2 separate regions of the Mus musculus genome follow, and region 1 is linked to region 2. A link is a contact called in public Hi-C data. All regions are on one chromosome and are shown on one strand. Each heading gives the region's core, a stretch centred on a gene start, on an enhancer-like site or on the middle of the called end of the contact. The rest is flanking DNA. Distances are from core to core; before and after follow the strand shown. Region 1 has its middle 13 kb from the start of Gm29864. Region 2 has its middle 12 kb from the start of Gm36862.

What was found. Hi-C and Micro-C count contacts between places; a contact is called where the count stands out from the background.
Region 1: a Hi-C map of the P5424 cell line shows a contact between it and region 2, with 3 times the contacts expected there. The contact joins two enhancer-like sites. A contact is called at or near these places in 1 of 15 datasets of contacts at CTCF or cohesin (the NIH/3T3 cell line), 67 of 484 Hi-C or Micro-C datasets (B cells, the BV-2 cell line, the Ba/F3 cell line and 43 more), 12 of 115 datasets of contacts at active chromatin or transcription factors (bone marrow-derived dendritic cells, embryonic hindbrain, embryonic stem cells and 2 more) and 1 of 9 other capture datasets (embryonic stem cells).

Annotation. Positions count from the first base shown.
Region 1 is chr12:17,660,291-17,663,351 of GRCm38.p6, reverse strand. No RefSeq gene overlaps it. Among named protein-coding and RNA genes, the nearest start is that of Gm29864, 13 kb to the left of the region's middle. Within about 2 kb of position 1,716, at least 37 of the 459 cell types and tissues checked have an H3K27ac peak or open chromatin away from gene starts, as enhancers often do. A contact at or near this core is called in the P5424 cell line, where this site is marked.
Region 2 is chr12:17,567,478-17,570,289 of GRCm38.p6, reverse strand. No RefSeq gene overlaps it. Among named protein-coding and RNA genes, the nearest start is that of Gm36862, 12 kb to the right of the region's middle. Within about 2 kb of position 1,524, at least 26 of the 459 cell types and tissues checked have an H3K27ac peak or open chromatin away from gene starts, as enhancers often do. A contact at or near this core is called in the P5424 cell line, where this site is marked.

The sequences.
Region 1 (3,061 bases), core at 467-2,966, 93 kb before region 2:
GTCACACATTACTATAATAACAGTCTTGGTGGAAAAAGAGCATCTGTGTTTTTCCTCAAACAGCATGTTTACTGAGATGCATATCACTGGTTTACAGTTACAAAAGCTGGCTTGACGGAGGAGCTCTCGGTCGCTTCTGCGTTTGATTACTGCACAGGCCTAGTAAGCCTTTCTGCACCTGTGAGAAGAGACTACCACACTAACAAGGCCTTAGCAGTATTACAGAAATGGTTTGGGGAGATGGAGAGATGGCTCAGCAGTTAAGAGCACTGACTACTACTCTTCCAAAGGACCTGAGTTCAATTCCCAGCCTCCACTGGCAGCTTACAACTGTTTATAACTCCAGTTCCAGGGGATCCAACACCCTCACGCAGACACAGAAGTATGCAAACCACTAATAAACATAAAATAAAAATAAATCATATTTTTAATAAGAAAGAATCATTTTGTTTTTCAACAGGGTCTCATGTACCCTAGTCTGACTTCTATCTAACTATGTAGAGGAGAATGGCCTTGACCTTCTGACCCTCTCAAATACTAGGGTCACAGGTATACAGCAGCACACCTGTCTTATATAAGAGATGGAATTCAGGACTTCCTGTGTGCCTAGCAAACATCCTAGCAAACCAACTTTCATTCCTTGTAATGGCTTTTGCTTGCAGACTTCCCGAAATGGTCTTAGAGAGATTCCCCAGAGGCGCTATCGAGCTATACTGGGAGAACAGTTGTATGGAATTATGTGATATATTTGTGTTGCCTACAAAGTGAGTCCCTGACTCCCTGGCTCTAAGGTGCATCCTTCCATCCCTGCCCAAGACATAGCACAGTATTTGTGAAATCTCGATGCATCTTTTTAGTTTCTATGTATGTGTGCCCATTTGTGGGCATGCATGCAAGTGCCAAAAGAGATCAGAATAGGATGTTGGATCCCCTAGGGGTGAGGTTACAGGCAGCTGTGAACCATGTGAGTGCTGGGAACTGAAGGCAGGTCCTCCGGAAGAGCAGTGTGTGCTCTTAAATACTGAGTTACCTCCCCAGCCCCATTTTAAATGTAATTTGAAATTGCCTCTCCCTCGTGTTCTCACTGATTGACTCATCTTTCAATATCTTAGAGTCAGACGCTATTACAATAATCACAGACAGGAGACTCTCCTACATTCCTTCCAAGGGTCCTTGGGACATTGATCCAGAGCCCAAACAGAGGCAAGCATGGGGCAAGTGCCATCATCCTGCAAAGAGCATGGCTACCCCTCATTCCTAGTTATACTTGTGGCTCATCAGCTCCTCTTGTCAGCCTGCCCTACCTCCTCCTCCTCCTCCTCCTCCCCCTCCTCCTCCTCCTCCTCCTTCTCCTCTGGTTAGCAGGTTCCATTTCCCCTTCTAGGACCTGTGAGCTCTCGGGAGCAAGCTGTTGCGCTATTTGTTTGCAGTTTTGCCTCTCCTCCTGGCTGCACGATTCTCCAGGGAGAGAGGGTTTTAGGCCCATCCTTATAAGCTAAGGCCTGGCAACATGCCAGCCCTCAGACAGAAAAGGCCGGCGGGATCTGGAGACAGCTAAGGAAACCTGAGTTTCAGAAGGTCACCTCACAGCAGGTGGAGGACTGCACCAGGAGAGCCTCTCGAAGGACAGCTGTTGTTTGGCACAGCCATGGGTGTAACCTGACACACAGAGAACCTTGGCAGCTTCTCAGCCTCAGAAGACAAGAGGTGGTCCTGTAGGAGGGGCTTCTGGAAAGCCAGGCCTCTGGGAGAACAAGCCCATTGGTGTCCAGGCCTATCACTCTCTGGGACACACTCCCTGCTGGGCTGTGGTTAAGTTGAGGGGGAAGGGTTTTTGTTCTTGCCTCTGGGACACCTGGCCCAGTACCCAGCATAGCACTGAGCACAAGATAGGGTTTGTGGAACTGAGTATTTTATGAGTGATTAAAACAACCACACAAAACAAACAAACAAAAACCCAGGGTCTCAGGTGGCTCAGGTTGACCTTGAACTCACTATGTAGCAAAAATGACCTTAAACTCCTGATCCTTCTACCTCGATCTCTTAAGAACATACCCCACCACACCTAGACAGAATAGACATTTTTTAAAATTGTGTGTGTGTGTGTTAGCATGAGTGTGCATATGAGCTTGAGTGTACATGCATGTGCCATAGTGCCTGTGTGTAGGTCAGAGGACAGTTTGAGGGAGTCAGTTCTCTCCTATCATGTGGGTCCCAGGGATTACAGGTTTTCTCCCTGAGACATCTCACCAGCCCCCAGAACTGAATGTTCTGAACACACAAGGATATATGTATTAACACCATTGTATTTTATTGGCTTTATTGTTATATATATTTTTTTCTAATCTATCACTATAGTCACTTGGCCACAACTGCATACGCCTATTGTGGCTTTGTTATTTTGGTCTGAGACGGTGTCCCATACTGACCAGCTGGCTTCAGGGTCCTGGATTTATAAGGTCCTTGGGCTCCTGAATGCCTGGGACAACAGGGGTGCACTATCTTATGTGGAGGGAAACAGAGGTTAGGAGAAACTGCAAGGTTTCAATACAGACAGAGCACAGTTCTGCAAATTTTAAAAAAGATTTATTTATTGTGCATTGATGTTTTGCCTATATGTATGTCTGTGTAAGAGTGTTAGATCCCCTGGAACTAAAGTTACAAACAGTTGTGAGCTGCCATGTGGGTGTTGGGAATTGAACCTGGGTCCTATGGAAGAACAGTCCCGGATCTTAATCATTGAGCTGTCTCTCCAGCCCTGGTAGCTGGAATACCCAGATTTCTCAGAAATCCAGAAAGGGTATTTTCAAAGATAACTGACCTTCATGAGAAAGGACCCCAAGGAACCAGCCCTGGTCGGAGTAGGTCATGTTCACAGGTCAATGATTCCGAAGTCTATGGTAACTCTGGGTCTTCTAGAACCTATGGCATCTACAGGGTTTCCTCATGAAGTTGCCAGATATGAATTGGAAACTTCTAGAACGTTCAGAGTTTTCAAGAGAGGGCAAAGGAAATCAAGACCAGATACCCAGGCAATCTTCTTGATAATTCTAAGTCACTA
Region 2 (2,812 bases), core at 275-2,774:
TGTGGAATAGCATTAGCTCATTATATGGGGCAAATCAAATATCATGTACCTCAATACCCTATATTAAAGTTTGTAGAAGAAACAGAGATAATCTTTCCTTCTAAAATAGCATTGGAACCCATTTCTGATGCCCTCTTGGTATTTACAGATGGGTCATCCAATGGAACCTCAGCTGTCTCTATAAAAGATAGACCTGTAACTATTAAAAGGGCAAAAGAAATTTCTGCACAGTAGGCAGAAATTATTGCAGTTATTTATTTATTTGACTTTTTTGAGACAGGGTTTCTCTGTGTAGCCCTGGCTGTCCTGGAACTCACTTTGGAGACCAGGCTGGTCTCGAACTCAGAAATCTGCCTGCCTCTGCCTCCCAAGTGCTGGGATTAAAGGCGTGCGCCACCACGCCCGGCATTATTGCAGTTATTACTGCCCTCGACCACATACCTGAAGAGTTCGATCTTTATACAAATTCAAAATATGTAGTTCATTTATTTCCTGATATAGAGACAGCTCTTATATCTGGGAGTTCAAAAATTATATCACTCTTGCTTCTGCTGCAAAATATAATTCAATCAAGAAAAAGACAAATTTTTATAGGACATATCAGAGGACATACTGACCTGCCAGGTCTATTGGCTTCAGGAGATTCTATGGCAGATTTATTAACGAAGGAACAGGTGACTGCTAGTATGGCTGAACAAGCATTGGAAAGTCATGCTTTACATCATCAGAATGCATTGGCCTTGAGAAGGATTTGACATGAGAACAGGCTAGACAAATTGTGAAGGATTGCAAACATTGTCCTGATGTATATCACTCATTAAAAATGGAAGTTAAGCTGGGTGATGGTGGCGCACACCTTTAATCCCAGCATTTGGGAGGCAGAGGCAGGTGGATTTCTGAGTTCGAGGCAAACTGGGTCTACAAAGTGAGTTCCAGGACAGCTAGGGCTATACGGAGAAACCCTGTCTTGGGGGGGAAAAAATGGAAGTTAGCCCAAGGGGCCTTAAACCTCAAGTTCTGTGGCAAATGGACATAACTCATGTCCCAAAATTTGGAAAATTGGCCTATGTACATGGAATTCCATATAACCCCCAAGGTCAGGCTACTATAGAAAGGACTCATCAAAATCTTTTTGTTGTTGTTGTTGTTTTGTTTTTGTTTTTTCGAGACAGAGTTTCTCTGTGTAGTCCTGGCTGTCCTGGAACTCACTCTGTAGACCAGGCTGGCCTAGAACTCAGAAATCCACCTGCCTCTGCCTCCCAAATGCTGGGATTAAAGGCATGCGTCATCACTGCCTGGCCAGGACTCATCAAAATCTTAAGGTACAACTTCAGAGATTAAAGTCTAGTGGTCATTATTATTCACCTCATCAACTATTAAGCCATGCTTTATTTGCCATTAATCGCCTTAATACAGATGATAAGGGTTTTATTCCTATGACGAGTGGCAGCTAGGAGTCGCCTTGACACCATAAAGAACACAATGAAAGACAGGCTGCGGCAGGAAGCGCAAGCCCACACGGCAGCTCCAGAGACACCAAAGGAAGTTGACAAAATAGTGTCTGACACTGGGTTTTCTAGAATCGAGAGGCTTGTGAAGTCATTCTCAAAGATTTGGAACACCTATGTCTGCCAGCAAAGTTATGCCTGAGGGCGGGGCTGCAGAGGACCTTCTAAGACAGAAGACGCTGACCCTCAGAGCAGCGAGAGGAAGCATGTTGCTCAGATGTTTTCAGATCGGCTAGAAAGCAGGTGCAGCCCAGTAGAAGTTGCCCCGTGTGCTGGAGAACAAGATTCAAGAGACTTAGAGCATCCAAATCCTTACCCACCTGGCCTCGAGAACCCACATCCCAGGGACCGCCCATACCCGGCTGGGTGGTCCGTGGCATGGGGTCGCAGTAATGGGACTTTGTAGCAGTAGGTAGACTGGGCTTAGTCCAGAACAAGATAAGGAAAAGTAGGGATTTGGAGCTGAATAGGAGGGTCAGTGTTTTACGAGTGTTTTGTGGGGGCTGGAGAGGTGGTTCAATGGTTAAGAGCACTGGCTGCTCTTCCTGAGTTCAATTCCCAGCAACTACACAGTGGCTCACAACCATTTGTAATGGGATCTGATGCCCTCTAATAGTGTGTCTGAAGACAATGACAGTGTACTCATATACATAAAATAAGTAAATCTATTTTTAAAAAGTGTTTCATGGGAGCTGGCAAGATGGCTCAGTGGGTAAGAACACTGACTGCTCTTCCGAAGGTCCTGAGTTCAAATCCCAGCAACCACATGGTGGTGAGATCTGATGCCCCCTTCTGGTGTGTCTGAAGACAGCTACAGTGTACTTATGTATAAAATAAATAAATTTTTGGGCCGGAGCAAGCAGGGACTGAGCAAACAGGGCAGACTGGAGTGAGCAGAGGTCCTAAAAATTCAGTTCCCGACAACCATCTGTACAGCTACAGTGTACTCACATACATAAAATAAATAAATCTTTAAAAAGAAAAAAAAAGTGTTTTGTGTTCTTGCAGAAGAATGGATTTTGTTTCCGTAGCATCCATGTTAGGTAGGTCACATCCACCTGCTGTAACTCCAGCTCCAGGAGATCCAGCGCCCTCCTCTGACCTCTATGAGCAACTGCATAAGCTGCATGCACAGGTTTGGGGGGGTGGGGGGTAATGTGCGCGCGCGCACACACACACACATAAATGGAAGAAAAAAAGAAAAGAGGGGCTGGAGAGATGGCTCAGTGAGTAAGAGGTAATAAGGATTCTAGAGGATCTGAGGTCAGTTTCTAACACCCACGTGGGACATATTTCACAAATAC